3 separate regions of the Mus musculus genome follow, and regions 2 and 3 are each linked to region 1. A link is a contact called in public HiChIP or PLAC-seq and promoter capture Hi-C data. All regions are on one chromosome and are shown on one strand. The core of a region is the stretch at or near the end of the contact, and the rest is flanking DNA. Distances in the headings are between cores, read along the strand shown. Region 1 holds the start of Zfp617 (zinc finger protein 617). Region 2 holds the start of Tmem38a (transmembrane protein 38A). Region 3 holds the start of 1700026F02Rik (RIKEN cDNA 1700026F02 gene).

Region 1 (3,058 bases), core at 156-2,655:
CTAAGTGGATCCCACTATATACCATGAGGACAAAGTTCAGTCAATTAAATAATATTAAGTGCTGATCACAGAAAAGTTACTCAGGAATAAAATTTGATATAGAGTTGAGACTGTAGCTCAGTTGGTATACGGTAGATACTTGTCTAGAATGCATGAGGCCCTGGGTTTAAATTTCAGAGCTGCAAAACCAGGAGCTAGTGATGTGCTCATAGAATCCCAGCACTTGGAAGGTAGTCATAAGACTATCAGAAACTCAAAGTCAAGCTTGGCTGTAAACTAAGTTTATCAACAGCCTAGGATATGTAAGATCTAGTCTCAAACAAAACAAAAACAAACAAACAACAAAGCAAAACAACAAAAAAAATCCAAAACAAAGAAACCGATACGTTTGCAATTCACTATGATTTGAACTTGACCACGACTTAAAGTCCAGTCGTTTCCAAAAAAACTTTTATTACTGGAAAAAGGAGCAGAGGTAAGAGCAGTATTTAACCCAAGAGTAAAAGATAAACTTGAAAACCCTCAAGTACCATACTCACAGAGATGACGAAAATTGAAAAGTTCTTCCTCCGACCTTAAGTCAGAAGGGATAAAGATAGTCTCGTCATACTCTATAAAGGGATAATCTACCAAGAGGATATTACAATCCTAAATGCGGGAGCCGCATGTACCCATGGAAAAGAACTGTGACTGTCCCCTGAGAAGTTCCCTCACATCTCGGTATGTCTCAGTTTTCCCAGGTTCACTTCCATTAATCTCTGCGCTTAAGATCTATATTAGACATGTTTCTCGGGCCTGGAGAGATAACTCGGTGTGTAAGAGTGCTCGCTGAGCAAGGGTGAGAACCCGAGTTCAAATAAAAAACACCCAAGTAAATGCCAGGCATGGGGACAGAGCCCGGAGGATCGCTGGAGCTTGCTAGCAGGCAGCCTAGCCACAGGTTCAGTAAGAAACCCTGTCTCACAGGAATAAGGCGGGCCGTGACAAAGCAGGACACCGGGTGACCTCCCCTGGCCTCCGTGCATGGCGGGGCGTAAATTCTCACTCGCAAGAATTGTCTCCTAAACTTCCAGCTCGGCTCCACATCATCCAGCCTCGGAATCCCGCTTTCGACTGACTTTCCCTAAGGGGAAAAGCAGCTTTTCTGGAGCCGCAGGCGACAGTGCGCAGCCGCCCTTCGTCCCCCGGCGCAGCACCGGGATCCCGCCGCCCGGGACCAAGGGCGCCGCGCACAGCCCCGCCACTCGCCTGGCTCACCATGTCTGTGCCCAGGCCTGCCGCGGCTCCACAGAGGCTCCGGAACAGGCACTCACACGGCCGCGGAGGCTCAGCAACTTGGACTTCCTCAGCTGAGAGCTGTGAGGAGGGAAGCGCCAGCAAGAAAGATGGCGGGTGAGGAACTTCCGCTCCTCCCGCCGGCGCTGCTGATTGGCCAGCTCACACACTGGTGTCTGTACCGGGAGTTTCCGGCGGACCTCCCGACCTTTCCTAGGGTATGGCGTCATACAGCCAAGGACGCTAAACCGTCCGGGACTCCCACAGTTGGTTACTGAGAACCGCCCGGAAGGGAGATGGCGGACAAGGCGCTGCCTCTCGGCACCCTACCTGCCGCTCCTTTGGCCCTTATTGCTGGGCCCACAGATCCAGTCTCCGAAGCCTAAGTGACAGAATAAATTTATTCTCCCTCTTACTGACACAACCACTCCCTCTCCTGTCAACAACACTAATGAGATTCATTGGGACACACAAAGACATAAAAGATGAAAGAATTCGAGAGGGACAAGAGCAGGTAAAGGTCTGTGTGTGTATGAATATAAACAAGATACATGAATGAAAATGTTATATTGAAACTTTTCGTGTAATTAATACACGCTAATGACAACATTAAAAAAACTGTACTTTCCAGCAATTAAAAAAAAGCTTCAGCAGCTCTTCCACAAAGGACATTCTTTTTAGAAATGAGGTTTATTATAAAGTGCCTCAAGCCATGCTCAGCCCTGTAGGTGGAAGTGACATTAGACAGAAACAGTACAATTTATGCAGCTCTAAAAATAGGGCCTTAAGCCGGGTGTGGTGGTGCACACCTTTAGTCCCAGAACTCGGGGGGGGGGGGCAGAGGCAGGCGGATTTCTAAGTTCGAGGCCAGCCTGGTCTACAAAGTGAGTTCCAGGACAGCCAGGGCTATACAGAGAAACCCCGTCTCGAAAAAACCAACAACAACAACAACAACAAAAAACCAACCAACCAACCAACCAACCAACAAAAAAGGCCTTAAAAGAAGGGGCAGGGGGCCAGGCGTGGTGGTGCACGCCTTTAATTCCAGCACTTGGGAGGCAGAGGCAGGCAGATTTCTGAGTTCGAGGCCAGACTGGTCTACAAAGTGAGTTCCAGGACAGCCAGAGCTATACAGGGAAACCTTGTCTCGAGAAAAAAAAAAAAAAAAAAAAAGAAGGGGCAGGCTTCCATTCGAAGCCTGGCAGGCGGGTCTGGGAGGAGGTGATGTGGGGAAGGAGGTAGAGGAGATGAGGGGCAGGCAGAGGTGGACAGACTAACCTTGAGAAGGGGAGGGGAGAGCAGAAGAGCCTGAGATACAGCTTTCATTGTCTGGACCAAATCCCAGAGCTATCTATCTTCCTAAGGTGTCTCAGACTACTCCCCAGAACAAATAAAAAGGTCTGATTTTTTAAAAAATTACCTTTTAGGGGGCAGGAACTTTCATATCACTTGATATGTTTCAGCATAGTGTACCTGAACGGGAGCAAGGACGAGCCAGGTACTATTGAGAACTGTCACAGCACAACACACTGCTTAACTCTGTCCAAGTGAGGGCTGCATAAAAGTTACGAGATTGGGCCTAAAGGAGCAGGCTGGTAAAAACCAGCCACTTTGGCCCACCTTGAGGGCTGTTGGATCTCACAGAATCCCTGGACAAATGGCTGAGGTGCCTATTAATAGATAAAGCAGCCTCTGGTCAACTCTCCCAGCACTTCTCACCTTACTCCCTACCCTAAACCTCCACTGCCTGAGGCTGGGCTTCCTTTCCCCCAGCCTCTGATCC
Region 2 (3,163 bases), core at 565-3,064, 650 kb before region 1:
TGCATAAGAGCATGTATTTATGCTTGTAAGGACACGTGTACAATTTCATCTGAGAAAGCTCTGGAGATGGGCCCTTTTGGGGTTATCAGAACACTGTTTTTAAACTTGATTTTTTTTTCCTTCCACCTGTGGGCCATCTTGAAGCACCACCCCATCCCTAAGCAAACATAGGAGTCTGGTTTTGTCACCCCAAAAGTAATTAATTTACATACCCACCCACAGAAGGGTCTTAACTTCCCTGGAAGGAAATTACCCTGTCCTTCAAATTTGAAGGTTCAGTAGAATAACTAAAACTACAGAAGACAAACACGACACATTTGCTTACACTGAACTTGTAATAAAAATAGAACGCTCCAGGGAGGCATTTATTTATTTATTTATTCATTTATGTAGTCACTTATTTATGTTTGTTTTTGAGATGGTCTGTAGTCACACTGGACAAGAACTCATCAATAGCCCTGGCTGTCCTGGAATTAACTTGCTTTCCTCCTTTCTCTACGTTCTACGTTCTGGGGTTAGAGGCGAGCTACATTTGTCCTCATTAAAGCAGATTTGGAGGAGGGGTGCGGTAGCAGCAAGATGACTCTGCTGGTAAAGGAGCTTGTCTATGAATTTGACCACCAGAGTTTGACCAGTGACCCCCGTAAACTGTCCTCTGACCTCCACACATACCCACAACACAGAGATAAGTAAAAGTAATTAACTTTTTTTTTTTTTAATCAAAGAAGTAGGGTCTATCCTCCTCTGACTCTTGAAAGGAAGCTGACCCAAAGTTGCCCTGTCCTGGAACGGTTTAGGCTCCATAAGTGGGAAGGATCCCAGGCCCGAGCTGGCCCAGCTGGCATGTGAGAAGGGAGGGAAGAAGATGCCAAAAGATGCAGTACAGAGGGGACATGGGTGTCACTTTCCCCCGAACCTGATCGCAGCACCCAGCATGGCCAGTCCTTATATAGTCACCAGGCAGTCAATTCAAGGGCGTTAAGGGAGGTCATGGCAGCTGACGTCCAGAACATCTGACCCTCGCCCAGGCAGGTCCGATCCTTGATTTGGAACCTTCGCCACCATCAATCCCCCTTGCCCAAGATTAAGTTCAGGAATCCTTGCTCTAACCTGACTCTGGCCTTTTCGTTGCCCCCGCCCTCAACCCCAACCCCGCAGCACCTGTCCTCCTAACCGTAAACAAGAGCGCTCCTTTTCTTCCCTCCCACCTCATTTGCAGCCTCCTTTCCACAGCGCCTCTGTCCCCAGGGTTCGCTCCTCCACCTGCGCGAGCGTGGGAGCACTCCACGATCTCAGCCTCTGCCTCCTCCCCCATCCAGCTCCAGGATCTAGCCTGTCTCCTCCTTTCGTCTCCATCATCAAGCTAGGGGCAACCTCCCTCCTGGTAACTCCTACAATCCTCGACTCACCTGGCTCATACTTCAGGTAGATGATGGAGACGATGAAGTAGCTGAGGTCGAAAACAGGGAAGAGCGGCACCCGCGAGAAGCTGAGCGCTAGCTCGCCCAGGCTCAGCGCTGACATCAGGTCCATGGCGATGGAGGGCGCCTCCCCGGCCCCGTGCGTCCCGCGCCCCGCTGCCCGACGAATGCTCCCTCGCCACTGAGCCCGCCCCACTGCCAGGCACCGCCCCCCGCCTGCCCCCACCCCTCGGGAGAGGAGGGGTGGTGGGGGACTCCTAGCAGCCGGGAGCCCAAAATGCGGGGCCGTAGGGACGTCAGAACTCGTTCAACAGAGCCAAAAAGGCGATCTGTCCCCTGCATCCAGCACACACAAGAGGGAATCTTGTCCTTAAACATCTGCGTAGTTAGAATCCTGTCCCTTTTCCATGGGACTAACCAATTCAGGACCCCTATTTCCCTCAAAACCCGCGCCCTCGGAAGATCTCAGCCAAGAATATCATGTTTCATTCCTGAGGATCCAAAGTCAGAACCCCGCCTCCCACAAGGGGACCTCAACCAAACCCTCACGTTCTGTTTGGTTTTGTCTCTCTAAAAGGCTCCACAAGTCAGAACCCTCCTCTTTGTGGACCCCAGCCCAGACTGGATCCACTAAGTTAGGACCCTCCCGCTTCAGGAGGCCCCACAAGTTAAGATCCATCCTCTGTAGACCTTAATCCAGGCCTTATGTTCTGTAAGTCTGTCCGGTCAGGACTCTCATTCTCCGTGGGGTTACTCGAGTCAGACCTGGGAGGTCCGTGGGAGGTACAACTCAGGCAGGAGGTCATCCTGACTCTATGCACTCTGAGCCGGGATCGCAGTTCTCCGTGGGGACCCAAGTGGAGTCCTTTTGGAGTTCAGGCATCTGCCGCGCCCATATCCATATCCAAGCCGTTCACGGGCGGCTCAAGGGTCAAGGGCGCAATTTCTGTAGCCCGGAATCCATAGCCCAACCAACCCCCGAGCGGCATCAACAGCAGGGACCAGCTGTGGCACGTAACACTGAGCATGCGCGCGCGCACCCCAAGCTCCGCCCTGTAGGTGACATCATGCTACATCCTCAGTCGAACCCAACCAATGCTGATTCAGAATTGGTCAGTTCTCGTTCCACTTTCCGCCCCTCATCACGGCTTCCGTTTCCGGTTTGACGGACGCCTTGGGTGTAAGGATGATCGGAGACATACTGCTGTTCGGGTAATATGAATGAGGGGTGTTAGAGGTCGGAGAGTGGCAGTCAGAGGGGTGGGGGTGACCCTTACTGACCGTTACTGTCCCTCCGCAGGACGCTACTGATGAACGCCGGGGCTGTGCTCAACTTTAAACTGTGAGTAGGCCGCGACAGGCGGTGTCCCAGACAGCCAGGCCCTCCCACAGCCAGTCCCCGCCCACACCCTTGGTCACCGCCAGTCCCGCCCTGTGCATGCTCCACGCCCCACTAATCCTACCTCTAGCCACGCCTCCGCGCTGCTTCACCAGGCTCTGACAGTTCTGTATCACTCCAGGATCTTTAAATCTGTACTCTCTAGACCAGGGAACGGCTCAGCGGGCAGAGGCGCTTGCTGCCAAGCCTGACTACTTGAGTCCGATTCCCGGATCCCCCATGGTAGAAATCCTGTTGATTGTCCTTTTGATCTCCACACAACTGCTGCGGGATGGCACACTCATTCTTTTTTTTTTTTTTTTTTTTTTTTTTGGTTTTTCGAGACAGGGTTTCTCTGTGTAGC
Region 3 (3,116 bases), core at 201-2,700, 900 kb after region 1:
TGAAATGCTTCCACACTGGAAGGCAGGGATGGTGTGCCATTGTCAGGCTATAAGTTCCCCCCAAATGGCAGTGCCATTGACAGTATCCTAAATGACAGTCTGGGCTAAGCTCATGCTGAACTCAGGAGGATTGCTAGCAGATAGGGAAAAGCTTACACTCAACCTTTCTCGAAATCCTGTGAAATTGGTCCACAGCTAGGCTAGAGTCTTGGCTCTTCTCTCCCCTAACCTTCAGTCTGTTCTGGCTTGTAAGACTTTCCCGGACATTTTTTGTTATTCTCTCTGCCCACTCTCAGCCTCCCAGAGGTAGCCATGGAAGCTTAGAATTCCCCCCAAATCCCTCAGGCCATTTCTCTAGCACCCAAGAGCCACATAACAGCTTCATATTTAAAATAAAGCCATCAATGGAGCAGTTCAATGTTTCACTGTGCCCTTCCTTATGGCTATGATGACCTCCAAGTTACATCCTTCCTGGTGATGCATCCAAGGCTTTATTTTAGTTCTGTTGCCTCTCAGGTTTGGAAATCTATTCAGCCTTCTAAATGTCTAGAGTCACTTTGACTTTGGTTACAGCTTACTAATGTCTGGGTTAAGTCAAGTGTTTATTTTACTCAGTGTGTGCTGTTAAAGTGTGTACAATTGTATGCACCCACTTGTGTCTGTAGGGAAGCCATATCATACCTCTCTCTCTCTCTCTCTCTCTCTCTCTCTCTCTCTCTCTCTCTCTCTCTCTCTCTCTCTCCCTCTCTCTCTGTTGTCACGGTCTCTCTTTAAACCTGTAGCTCACCATTGGACTAGACGGGCTGGACAGCAAACCCCACAGATTCTGTCCAGCCCTACCACCCATCAGCAGCAGCACCTCCCCAGTTCTTAGACAGCAGCCATGTGCTTCCATCCTTTTTACATAGAGATCCTAACTCAGGTTACCATGCTCGTGGAGACAAGGATGTTACCCACTGAGCCATTTTCCTTTCCTCTGTGGAAAATTGTGGCACATACCTTCAGTTTCTGTATGCATTGGATAATAGTATTCTCTTCCTTTTCTTTGCTAAAATTGAATAGATTCACAGAAAATTTTGGCAAAAAGCTGGCCATAAAGTCAACTGACTGCCTCATGCCAAACTCCTCAAGCTTGACATCCTCTCACTGTCCTGTCCCTGTGCGTCTTGCCTGGCCTAGACAGCCCTTCTTTTTCTCCAGGGTCAAAAACAGGGTCAGAAGCAGATTGGCTCTGCAAAGCCAGGTACAAGCTCTATTTAAATGTAATTAAGGTCACAGGAAGCCCTTGCTGAGAAAATCTGCTGCGAAGTGCCATTTGGGATCCTGATCATCTGGTTGCTTATTCCGTTGCTCCGGGCTCCCCATTGGGTTTCTGAGAATTAGCGAATCAGGACCATGGGCGCAGTCAGAACTGTTCAAACAGGAGCACGAGGGGTTGAAGCAGACGTTACTGGCCTTTCTTCCTGACACCCTGTCCTGTCAGCTGCGGGAGTCCGAGGTGGCTGAGATTCACTGGCCCTGTGACCCCTGAGCCAAGGAGTTTCTTAAGAGATTGTAGGAGCCCTGGACTCAGACAAGTGAGAGGCCGATGTGCGGGCGTGGATGGGGCGGGGTTGTGGGAGGGGCTCTCGGTCTTTCAGCTCCCTGGAGTCCAATCCCACTGGAGCTTCTGCGCAGCTGCACCCGGGGTGTCTTGTGCGGGGTGGGGGGTGGGGTGATGAGCTGAAGGTAGGAGTAAGGGTGGGGTGAGCTGGGGGCGGAGCTGAGGGAGGGCTGGGTTGGGTATAATGGTGAGTGGACTGGGGACGGGGTTGGAGCCCAGCTACAAGTTCTCTGAGCAGCTAGGATACCTGAGAGACTTTGCATTCAAGAAAAATATTCTTTAAAACACTAAGTTGCCCCCTTGTGCCTGTGTTTGGCCTGACAGTAAGTTCCTTCGTTGGAAACGGGAAATCCACAGATATTTATGGTTGGCCTTAGAATAGAAGCGTCTCCTCTGAGGTAATTCTTACTAACCTTGGACCAGAGGCATTTATTTAAAAACAAAATGTATCTATCCACTGCCAGTACGTTCTCAATAGGGTTGGGGCCTGGAAATCGCCCACATACACACACCCCATCTATGCAGATGTTTTGACTGACTTGATCTTGTGTGTTATGCAGGTGGCCACAGCTGCTGTGAGTTCAGACAGCCCTTCACAGCCCTTCTCCAGATTCTTTCCTCCTCCATTCCTGTAGTGTTGCTGGTGGGTTAATATAGGTATCCCATTTAGGCCTGGGTCCTCAGTCTCTTTGATTCTCAGCGCTTTGGCCAATAATGCATCTCTTCATTGACTGCGGTCCACTGATAAAAGAAGATTCAGGGCAGCCCAGGTCAATGGTACAATCATTCTTTTTTGAGAACATGGCAACTGGTAGGTTTCCCATGCTCCCATGGATACCCCACACCCATGCATAGCACATATGGACAGCACAACCTGGGTTATCAAGAAAGGAAAAGACAAGAAGTTGTGATGGAGGAGTGGGAGGGACATGGGAATTGAAGGTAAGAAATGGGAGTAGACATGTTCATATTTCATTCTAAGTATGTATGAAATTCTCAAAAATAAAGTTTTAAAGTACAGCTGAAGGTTTCCTATGCCCTTATTTGAAAATGTTGTACTAGGGGAGAAGCCCAGTTGTGAGTATAAGCATCTGGAGATGTTTGTAGAGGAGGGTTTTTCATAGGAACTATTGAGATGCCTCAGTGGATAAGAGCACTCATGCATAAGCATGAGAAACTGGCTTTGGTTCCCAGGGTCCATATAACAAGTTCAACCTAGTCTCATGCTTTCCTGTAACCCCAACTCTGAGGCAAGTGGAGAGGACGATAGCAGGGGCCTGCTGGCTACCCACTTCGTAGAAAATATGCAAGCTCTAGGTTCACAGAGAGACCTCACTTTGAAGGAATAAAGTAAACAGTGATACAGGAGGATCCCAGTTCCCTCCTCTGGCCTCCAGATGTGCATCCACGAGTATAAGCACATGAAGATGCACATACCACACACACAATGTCTAAATTGCCTTTCTACTGCTGTAACAAAACACCATGTCAAAGGCAATTTATAAAACAAAGA

The links. HiChIP or PLAC-seq counts read pairs in DNA pulled down with a chosen protein or histone mark. Capture Hi-C pulls out chosen DNA fragments and counts their contacts.
Region 2: a promoter capture Hi-C map of liver shows a contact between it and region 1, with 2.4 times the contacts expected there. The contact joins the promoter of Tmem38a here to the promoter of Zfp617 in region 1. A contact is called at or near these places in 1 of 39 promoter capture datasets (erythroid cells) and 2 of 9 other capture datasets (adipose tissue and liver).
Region 3: an H3K4me3 HiChIP or PLAC-seq map of stem cell-derived neural progenitor cells shows a contact between it and region 1, with 5 times the contacts expected there. The contact joins the promoter of 1700026F02Rik here to the promoter of Zfp617 in region 1. A contact is called at or near these places in 1 of 39 promoter capture datasets (hippocampal neurons) and 2 of 115 datasets of contacts at active chromatin or transcription factors (embryonic stem cells and stem cell-derived neural progenitor cells).

Annotation. Positions count from the first base shown.
Region 1 is chr8:71,921,172-71,924,229 of GRCm38.p6, reverse strand. Zfp617 (zinc finger protein 617) reads right to left here and starts at 1,405. Exons shown (of 4, transcript NM_133358.3): 1 at 1,258-1,405. The coding sequence starts at 1,260.
Region 2 is chr8:72,570,474-72,573,636 of GRCm38.p6, reverse strand. It overlaps Tmem38a (transmembrane protein 38A), which reads right to left and starts at 1,814. Exons shown (of 6, transcript NM_144534.2): 1 at 1,410-1,814. The coding sequence starts at 1,533. Smim7 (small integral membrane protein 7) reads left to right here and starts at 2,589. Exons shown (of 5, transcript NM_172396.3): 1 at 2,589-2,633; 2 at 2,722-2,763. The coding sequence starts at 2,608.
Region 3 is chr8:71,025,089-71,028,204 of GRCm38.p6, reverse strand. 1700026F02Rik (RIKEN cDNA 1700026F02 gene) reads left to right here and starts at 1,450. Exons shown (of 3, transcript NR_045487.1): 1 at 1,450-1,577.